Regions from separate parts of the Mus musculus genome. Here region 2 is linked to region 1. Evidence: chromatin contacts called from public HiChIP or PLAC-seq data. All regions are on one chromosome and are shown on one strand. The core of a region is the stretch at or near the end of the contact, and the rest is flanking DNA. Distances in the headings are between cores, read along the strand shown. Region 1 overlaps Sik3 (SIK family kinase 3). Region 2 overlaps Sik3 (SIK family kinase 3).

Region 1 (4,960 bases), core at 1,571-4,070:
AAGGCAGGGCTATGTAAACTTTTCCTTAGCCTTGGGGATCACATTCCTTCCCTGATTGGCCTTTTCTTTCTTGTTTCTTCCTTGCAGGCAGGCCAAGCAGTCGTCCTGAAGATGGGGTAATATGGCCGGAGACTAAGCCCAGGAACAACACCGACATACTTACTAACCTGAAGTACCGGACGAGGCTGAGTCCTTCGGCTATGACGGGCCACTCTGCTTCCTCCAGGCCTAGAGCACATGCGGAGGCAGGCTACACTCTGGTTGGCTGCTTCTCTGTTGGCCTTGCAGCTAATCTCAAAAGCCTTACCCTCAACATCTGCCCTGTCCTCCAGCATCCAGACACCCATCTTTCATCACAGACCTCCACTGCAGAGGACAGCTGGCTTGCCCAGTGGGGAACTTGTACAAGGAACGCCGTGGCTTGAATTAGACCTTCCTTTCCAGAGTAAAACCGTACTTTCCAACATTAGTGTCCGCGCCTCACTAGGAGGTGCCGGGTCTATCAGGCCCCAGTGAAGCTTGTTCCTGTTACTCTGTGAGCACTGTGACTGTCTTTCCATGAACATTGTGTAAAATGGCACTTCGGCTATCTCCATATCCCTACCATATGCAACACTCTGAATGTCACCCAAAAATTCAGGTCCCATCCTGATAAGAGATGGGGCCTTTAAAATGGAATAAGGAGCCTGATGACCCATATTCAATCCCTGGGACCCCCAAGGCGGAAGGAGGGAACCAAGACTGTAAGTTGTGCTCTGATCCCACAGGCACAAGACAAAAATCCCATGCACAATCAATCAACTCATCAGTGTAATAAAAAAAATTAATGAAGCCAGGCATAGTGACCATGTCTTTAATCCCAACATTAAGGAGAACAAGGCAGGCTGATCTCTGGAGTTCAAGGCCAGTCTGGCCTACCTATATCTAGTTCCAGGTGTATCAGGGCTACCTTGCCAAAACCAAAACCAAACCACCACTACCACCACCATCATTGTCCTGATCCCAATTCCCTTGATGTGTCATCTAGCAAAATGACAAAGTATCATGCCTTAATTTTTTAATTAAAAATAGAAACTTGGCTTGGGAGCAACTCAGTGACAGACAGTATTTTCCTAGAAAGCACAAGATGTCATGTTAGATACCTGGCAACACACACATACACACACACACGAGGGGGGGGACAGAGAGAGAGAGAGACAGAGGGACAGAGAGACAGAGGGACAGAGAGACAGAGGGACAGAAAAACAGAGAGAGACAGAGGGACAGAGAGACAGAGGGACAGAGAGATCAGAAGGGTATGTATGTTATGTGCACCCCCCTTTGTGTATTTTAAGTGTCCACTTAAGATTTTTGACATTTAGCTGCCCAAAGTTGATACCTCCAGCAAAGTGAAAGATGAGAGAAAGGAACCAGAGTGCATATACTAATTGTTCTTACTTCCACAGTACAAACAGCACACTTAATAGGCAGAGGGGCTATATTTTAAAATACACAAGGGATTTCCACCCAGGGGACTTGGAAGCAGAAGAAAGGCCAACAGGAAAGTCACACTGAAAGCCCCAAGGAAGAAGAGGGGGGAGGGGCATGATTTATTCAGTAACAAGAACCAACAACCTGCCCAGGCACTGGAGAGTCAAAATACTCAGACCTCAAGGGCTTAAAGTCTCCCCAGGAGGGTGGACAGTAGGAACCACAGGAGCAGATGACAGCAGCAATCACCATTACAGTACAGAGAGCACAGGCTTGTCTGGGTTCAAATCCCAACTCTGCTACCAAACAGCTATGTGACAGGACAAGAGACTTCACAGTCTTTTTTCCAATGACCTCATCTATAAAATGAATGCATCGTAAGTCTCACTGTTTCTTCACTGACACTAAATCATTCAGTAGCTAAGTTGCTCTGTAGAAGTACTCAGCCCAATTGCCCCCTGGCAGCAGTAACACCCACATGTCTGCTTCGACACTCTAGGACTCTAGGTCGGTGGGTCACCTCGCTATGCTTTCAAAGGAACGGACTCTATCTTGATGCAAATGGGAGGTCAGGAAAACAGTAGCTGAGAAACTGACACCTACGTTCCAAACACAAAATCAAATACAAGGCAGGCATACAGAGGAAGTGTGTCCAGCAGACAGAATGTATGCAAAGTCCTGGGCTAAAACTGAGCATGTACAGAGACAAAGTTTGGAGCTGTGACGAAAGGATGGACCATCTAGAGACTGCCATATCCGGGGATCCATCCCATAATCAGCTTCCAAACGCTGACACCATTGCATACACTAGCAAGATTTTGCTGAAAGGACCCAAATAGAGCTGTCTCTTGTGAGACTATGCCGGGGCCTAGCAAACACAGAAGTGGATGCTCACAGTCAGCTAGTGGATGGATCACAGGGCCCCCAATGGAGGAGCTAGAGAAAGTACCCAAGGAGCTAAAGGGACCTGCAACCCTATAGGTGGAACAACATTATGAACTAACCAGTACCCTGGAGCTCTTGACTCTAGCTGCATATGTATCAAAAGATGGCCTAGTCGGCCATCACTGGAAAGAGGCCCATTGGACTTGCAAACTTTATATGCCCCAGTACAGGGGAATGCCAGGGCCAAAAAGTGGGAGTAGGTGGGTAGGGGAGTGGGGGGGAGGGTATGGGGGACTTTTGGGATAGCATTGGAAATGTAAATGAGGAAAATACCTAATAAAAATATAAATTAAAAAAAAAAACTAAAACTAAACATGGCACAGCAGGCACGCAGGACAGTCTAGGAAACCTGTGCTTCAGGTATTACACAAGAAGTAATACAGAACAAGAGTTGTTTTTCTGTCTTTCTTTTTAGGTCATTCTGCTAAAATGTGGAGCCAGCTGTGACCAAGGGAGATGACACAAGCCTGAGGGAAGCCGGGAAAGATTCAGAAAAAAAAAAAAAAAAACAGTCATTGGAGGAGAGACAAGTGAAGCCAGCTACAGACAAATGAGAAGACTTTCACAGAGGACAACAAGCACAGATGTGGCAAGAGCTCATGAATTAGTAATAGAACAAATTAATACGATTAAATCATTTCTTTGGGCCTAGAACGGGGCCACAGAAAAGGACAACATTGTTCACCCACAGCTGGAGATCCGCATGGCATGAGAGAGGAACAAAGATGCGGGAGCAGTGACTCACTGAGTGACCAACCATGGTGTCCATATGCAGCAGAGTAGTGCCAGGAAGAATGTCACCAACTGGAAGTCAGGCACAATTCAAGCGACTGGTGGCTCCCGTGAACTATGAGACTGTCTTAGCAAATCGCATAACTAAAAAGCCAGAAAACCACATTGGGTACAACGTGCAGGTCTGTCTTTCTTAAAAAGAATTGTGTGTGTATGTGTGTGTAGAGGTCTGTGCACATGTGAGTCCAGAAGCCCTGAGTTCAGAAGTGGGTGGGTGTCAGATCCCCTGGAGCTACAGGTACAGGTGGTTGCACATCATCACATGGGTGCCCCAAGTGCTTTTCTTTCTGGGGTGGAGTCTAGGAGTAAATTACTGGGAAGAAGTCGGAAGACACGGAAGCAGCATATGGGCATGACCTGAAACCTATAACCCCGTAACCTAGAGGAAGACTAAGGGACCAAGTGCAGTTGGAGCTATTGAGCTACAGAGACCCTGGCTCAAAAAAGTAAAGGGGAAAATGAAAGATCACAGCAGAATGAGCTCAGGACGCTGGACAAACGATGTTGATGAAAACCAGAGACTCAGAGGTCAAGGGCGGAGGAGAAAAATACTCACTAAGATTGGCAGTTCACTTTCATTCCAGTCTCCCCACCACCACCCCTTTCTTTTTGAGTCAGGATCTCACTATGTACCTCTGGCTGTCCTGGAACTCTCTATGCAGACCAGGTAGGCTTTGAACTCAGAGATGTGCCTGCCTCTGCCTCACAAGTGCTGAGACTAAAGGTGTATGCCGCTACACCCAGCTTCATTATATTCACCTAGGAGTGTTTAAAAGTGCAAAGAATAAAACTAGATGTGTTTGGGGCGGGGGAAAGTTTTCTTCTTTTTTTTTTTCTGACAAATAATGTTCAAGAACTTGCCGACCGCAGTCAGGTTTAAGTAAAGCAGATACAAAGCCCATTGGGGAAGGCCTTTCCCACTTTCCCTCTCTGGGCTTCAACTCCGGAACTACCGTCCCTAAACTCCAGAGGGTCTATGTCACCTTACCCAGCTGAGAAGAGTCCTTACCTGGTGTCTTTTCCTGCCCCCGTGATAAAACACCCTGATATGAGCAACGAATGGGAGCAAGGGTTGTTTCTGGCTCGTGGCTCAGGCCACAGCCCATCCGAGCAGGGAAGTGGAGGCAGCAGGAGCTTGAAGCGGTCAGCACTGCATCCAGTGGATGCTTCCTCCTGGTCAGCTCACTGTCTCCATCTTCCACAGCCCAGGACCCCTTGCCAAGGAAATATTCCTACCCACACCAAGATGGATCTTTCATGTCAATTAACACAACCAAGATAACCCCCCAGGGGCAGGCCCAGAGGCCCATTTCCCAGGCGAATGAGTCTACGTTCTGTCAAGTTTACAATTAACACTAACCATCGCACCTGAGGATCATTTACCACAACTAAAAAGCAAACACCACATATAATGATAAAAACTAAAGGACAGACAACATACCCCAGGCCAGGAGAAAAGCTTTCCATATTACTTATTTAATGACAGACTAGTATTCACAAAACTACATAAAGACATCTTAAATGCAACAATAAGAACAAAAAACTTAATTTACAAATGAGAGCATAGAATAGCTTAGCTAATAAAGGCATGGGTTTGGTAACCTGAATTCAACTCCTGGAGCCCCATGGTAAAGGAGAGACTGACTCCCACAGTTCTCTGACCTCCTCAGTTACCCTGGCACTCCAATGGCCACTCGTGCCACACACAGAGGAGAAAGAGGGGAGGGAAGGAGAGAGGGGGCAGAGGGGATAG
Region 2 (5,593 bases), core at 5-2,504, 100 kb before region 1:
TTCAGTAATTTTAGTCTCAATTATCAATGACCTTTGCTTTTATTTTTGGTTTCTCCAGAAAAAACTAATTGACACAGGAATTTTCCTTAACTTAATCAGAATGGCCCTGACGTAAAAATCATGAACCAAGCATAAAACAACACAACACAATACAAAACCAAAAAAAAAAAAAAAAAACCACTTTAAACTTAGGTCACATATGCAGAATACAATTATAAAATATAAAGAAGGGCTTTCTTTCAACTACTTAATAATCCGATGGCATGGGAAGGGCTCTGGGGATGGCATGGGAATGGCTTGTGTCCTCCAACACACCCATGTGGCAAGCATCCTATCCTCGTGAATGTCAAAGGAGCTCTCTATGGAAGTGACCAAGTCAATATCAGGAAACTGTGGAGGTAGTCTTGGATTATCTAGGAGGACCTGATGTAATGACAGGGCTCCTTTTAGTACCAGGAATCAGGAGAACAGTCACCACAATGGAACCATGAAGTTTGGGAAGTGCTGTGAAGACGGGGCCTGCGCCAAGAAAGGCAGGTTCGCTCTACAAGGTAAAAAAGGCAAGAATCTGGGCTTTCCCCCTAGGTCCTCCAGGAACCACAGCTGCTAACCGGATGTTTTTTATTCTACTGACCTCCAGAGCTGACTTAGAACACCACCGTGCTTGCAGCCTTGGAGTTTGTGCTAATTTGTTTCACCAACAGTAAGGAGCTAAGAGGCCTGTTGCAATGCACTTTTTTTTTTTATAAGACAGGGTCTTGCAATGCATCCAGGCTGCCTTCAAATCCCATGTCACATGTCTGAGTTCTGAGAGCTTCAGTATATGCTGTTTACAGTTCATTTCATTGAAGCTACAAAAAAAAAAGGTAATTACAAAAGAAGGTTTGACATTGCCAGGTCTTTCCACATTACCTAATTCTATGGGAATAGCCACAACTGACATGAAGACAAAGGAAAACCATGGTTTCCTGCACAGTAATGTCCTTTGACAGGCGAAGGCAGGACGAGTCACAGTGCCTGGCTTAGTCTCCAGCCATAAAGAAAGCCTTTGACTCTTGCCTGCTGTGTCATGCCAAGGCCCAACACAGTGGAAGACTATGTGAGCTTCAGAACACAAGCACAGCCGTCAGTCTGAGACCGGGATGGAAACACACTATTCCTAGGACTTAAAAGGATAGGTCTGCCTCTAAGAGACAGAAGCACCACAGCTGGCAGGGCCTTGCTCAGGTGCTTTGACCTGGAACAAGATATAAATCTGAACTCTCAACTCCTGCCCTGCTTACAGGGAAATCTGAGGACAGCTTATGAGTCCTTGGCTGTGCAAGGCGGTTACATTCAAACAATACTTCAGTTTCAGCACAAACTACTTTATTTTCCTCTGGACATACAATGTATTAATAGAAACTGTCAAAGAACAAAAAAAACCACCTATTTTCTATTTATAGTTGCTATACACTCTCTGTCTGCTAATCAGTAGGAGATGGACTTGCATCTGTCAGGCAAATGCTGACAGGTCAGAGCAACAAGTAAAAACCAGTAAGGAAGGAATGTACAAGTTAGCTAGGCAGAGTGGTGGGACATGATGAGTGATGAGCTGAAATAAAAACAGGTTAAAACTGATTGAGTTGCTCACGCACTGGCTTATGAGAGCTGGAAGCAGGTATCTATGTATGTAGGAGGAGAAAATACTCAGGACGATCTACATATCCTTTTTTTGTTTTGTTTTGTTTTGTTTTGTTTTCCGAGACAGGGTTTCTCTGTGTAGCCCTGGCTGTCCTGGAACTCACTCTGTAGACCAGGCTGGCCTCGAACTCAGAAATCTGCCTGCCTCTGCCTCCCGAGTGCTGGGATTAAAGGCGTGCGCCACCACACCCGGCTCAATCTGCATATCCTAAACCCACCTTTTCTCATTTAAAAAAGATGAGACAGCTTCAAATAAACTTTAGAGTCTGCAGGTAAAGCACAGCCTGTGGAATGGGCGCGGCTGGGGTTTGGGGCTGGGGCTGGGGCTGGGGCTGGGGCAGTGCAAACAGCCTTGGCAGGAGAAGCTGAGCACATCATTTCAGCAGTTTTCCTTCCTGCTTTAAAAAAAATAGTCTACTCCTCATTATTGACAAAGGATTTATCAAAGTAATAGAATTTGAAATACTACCTTTTTCTTTCTTCCTAAAGAGTTCCTGCTAATACTATATTTTAAAATGTCCTTTGGAAGTTTATTAATTTTCAGGTTATTAAAGTGAAGTCTGGAGTGGGGGTGTAGCTCAGTGAGAAAAGTGCCCTCAGCATGAACAAGCCCCAGCTCTCATTTTTAAAAAAGCCTAAACTGTCCCTACTTTAACCATGACTCCTGTCTTCAGCACATACACACACACACATGCGCACGTGCACACACACCTCACCTGCTATTTTGATATTCAGATTGGCGTCCAGAAGTAAGTTTTCGGCTTTTAAATCACGATGAACGATATTCCGACAGTGACAAAAATACACCGCTGTGACGATCTGTTTGAACTTCCGTCGAGCTTCCTTCTCTGCCATTCTTCCATGGGCTACCAAGTGGTCTGTGGTGAACAAGAGTAGAGTCAGTACCCACCCAAGATGCTGGCAGAGCCCCTCAGGCAGCTTAAGGAAGCAAGCGAGTATGCATCAGTTAACAGTTAAAAAGTAAACAGAGGGGCTTGAGAGATAGCTCAGCAGTGCACATGGCTCAGAGCCATTGTTAATCCAACTCTAGGTCTGAGGACTTCCTCTGACCTCCACAGGTATCAGGTATCTGTGTGCATGTGGTGCACGGGTAGACCTGCAGGCAAAACATTTATTTACATATGTAAGTACATCTAAAACAAATGAACCAACAAAGCCTGAACAGAGCTGAAGGGGAATAAGGCACACTCCTGTGCACATCAATGAAGCACACTAGCACCTGAGCCTAAACCACTTTAAGCCTGAGCCTGCTGTGATGAGGGTGCACACAACGAGTACATATGTGCCTGGCAGTGGTGGCACACTCCCTCGGTGGGAGGCAGAGGGATTTGGATCTCTGAGTTCAAGGCCAGTCTGGCATAAAGATCCAGTTCCAGTATAGCCATGGCTACACAGAGAAACCCTGTCTTGGACCCCTGCCCTCCTCCACACAAAACCACACACAAACAGAAAGTACACATTGGAAAAGGGTTCTCAGGGCTTGATGGTACTTTTCCAGAATTATAACACTTAACACGTTCCTTTTCAACTCCCCCTGCATAAGATTACATGCACATTAGCAAACACACATGAAGATAAGCATCAGAAGCATTTCCTGTGTTTGAAGAGTGTGTCAAAAAGCAGAGTCTTAGCAACCAATCCTTAGACTGGAGCAGACACTACACTGTGGAAGATTGGCCTCATGTAGAGCTCTGTCCATCCTAGCTTCTCTTATTTTTTAAAGTCCTATAATCGAACACAAAAAAGCATACTTGAGTCACTTACCATGGCACATAAATCTTTATATCTGCATCTGCTCTTCTTAGAACTAAAATATTAATTTTTATAGGTAATATGAAGTTTCCACCAAGAAAAATGATCAATAGAGAAGTGGCTAGAATAGAGGGTAACCCCCCCCCCCGACACACACACCCCTCTCAAAAAGCCCTCACCTGTAATAGACTCTATAATATTAGAGATCAGGCTATCCTCAAGACTGAAAAACAATTTGGTGGTTCCATAGCCATTATAGCAAGTTTTAAAAGTATATTCTTAGTACCTTAGAGTAAGGTACTAGGTTTACCTGAGCCAGCGTCATTGATACCTTTAACCCAACTCTACATCATGACAGTTAACAGATTATAAATGTCAGCCTTGGGACAAGAAATGGCTCAGCAGGGAAGAGTGTATACTAGCTGGGTGGGGTGGTGTACGCCTTTAATCCTAGTACTTGGGAGGCAGAGGCAGGTGGGTCTCTGTGAGTTTAAGGCCAGCCTGGTCTACAGAGAGAGTGAGTTCCAGGGTAGCCAGGGCTACACAGAGAAACTGTCTTGAAAAACCAACCAAACACACACACACACACACACACACACACTCACACACACACACACAAACACACACAGATACACACACAGAGACAGACAGACAGACACACACACACACACAGAGAGAGAAAGAGAGAGAGAGAGAGAGAGAGAATGCCATAGCATGTTCTGTTGAAAATATCCAATAACCTGTGAAAAGTCCTTTAACTAAGAGATCTAGCTGAAGAAGGACTCATTTGCCATCAGAATGTTATCATATGATCCTGAGATAAGGAAGTGAAAAATTAAGCAATATGAATGTACATATTGCTGTTAATAGTGGTTCACTGAAATCACTCAATTATTTTGGTGACACCTCACCCAGAGGACTAGTGATAGCTATCTTTCTTTAAACTTGTAAGAAAACAGAATCTAGGGTAAAGTGTTATCATTAGAGATAACTGCAAAGACACAGAGAAAGACAGCCAAGAACCAGGGAGAAGGGCCAAGCATGGCAACGAGGGGAATCCACTTACATGGCAAATTTTAGAAGATATATAAAGTGCATTTTGAAAGCAAGGGACATACATGATTCTAGAGTGTAAAAATGATGTACACTCACAGACACACAGAAGACACACACACACACACACACACACACACACACACATTATTATTATTATACGTATATAACTACTAAGAAAGATCAGTCAAGCCAGGTGTGGCAACAATGCTATCATCCTAGTACCTGGGAGGCTGAGGCAGGGGACATCTTGTTTGAGGCCAGCTTTGGGCCACCTAGGAAGAGACTTTGAAATCACTAAAAATAGACAAAGCAAACAACCCTTAAAAGATCTGTTATAATGTTTTGTTTCCTATACGCAAATCTTTAAAGTGGTTCCCTTAAAAACAAAAACAAATACAAACAAACAAGGAACCCAGCACAGTTACTTGCAACTTAATAGGGAAAAAAAGGAGAGGACAATAAGACTCTAGGCTGGAGGTAAGAGACAGCTTCACACAGAGGCCAGAATGGAACGGAGAGCTTATACCCAGCATACTTAGGCTGCTGGTGAGATCCATGGTGGGGGTGGGGGAAATCTCTGAATAGAAAGTCCCTGACTGAAGACAGCAGTGTTCCACAGCTGCCCAGGAACTGGACGTTCATCAGAGGCAGGACACTAGATTTTAAGCGATCCCGCTCTAACAGTACCTGTTCCCTGACCCCCCCCATTCCCTTAAGAGGGGCCTAATTATTCTAATAATATGTTTTAGTTGCTAAACTTGACCTAATTAAAGAGCTTTGAGGAGGCCGCTCTTCTTGAGAAACACAAGAGTAACTCTTCTGAAGGGCTACCATCAGAAGCTCAGAAGCTCACTGGGCCATGCCACCCACTAATTAAAATGCCCAAGAGACATTCGTCTGGCAGTAAACACTAATTACCAAAACACATCAAAGCTTCTCAAACAAGACAGAATGATTCATTTTGTGATTTCCAAAATAAGGGATTTTCTTTCATTTAAAAAAAAAAAAAAAAAAACCTTCTTTACAAATGTCTAAGTACCTTATTTTTCTAAAATAGTTGGAAAATTCTCAAACTTGTTAT

The links. HiChIP or PLAC-seq counts read pairs in DNA pulled down with a chosen protein or histone mark.
Region 2: a contact with region 1 is called in an H3K27ac HiChIP or PLAC-seq map of neural progenitor cells, with 4 times the contacts expected there. The contact joins two enhancer-like sites. A contact is called at or near these places in 4 of 484 Hi-C or Micro-C datasets (LSK cells, bone marrow-derived macrophages, liver and 1 more), 8 of 115 datasets of contacts at active chromatin or transcription factors (CD8 T cells, the HPC-7 cell line, cardiomyocytes and 4 more) and 2 of 9 other capture datasets (adipose tissue and liver).

Annotation. Positions count from the first base shown.
Region 1 is chr9:46,051,366-46,056,325 of GRCm38.p6, reverse strand. All of the region lies in intron 1 of Sik3 (SIK family kinase 3), which reads right to left. Gm46110 (a long non-coding RNA gene) reads left to right here. Exons shown (of 4, transcript XR_003948323.1): 4 at 88-4,960. Among named protein-coding and RNA genes, the nearest start is that of Gm46110, 26 kb to the left of the region's middle. Within about 2 kb of position 2,820, at least 49 of the 459 cell types and tissues checked have an H3K27ac peak or open chromatin away from gene starts, as enhancers often do. A contact at or near this core is called in neural progenitor cells, where this site is marked.
Region 2 is chr9:46,152,347-46,157,939 of GRCm38.p6, reverse strand. Sik3 (SIK family kinase 3) reads right to left here. Exons shown (of 25, transcript NM_027498.3): 4 at 2,400-2,561. Among named protein-coding and RNA genes, the nearest start is that of Apoa1, 73 kb to the left of the region's middle. Within about 2 kb of position 1,254, at least 55 of the 459 cell types and tissues checked have an H3K27ac peak or open chromatin away from gene starts, as enhancers often do. A contact at or near this core is called in neural progenitor cells, where this site is marked.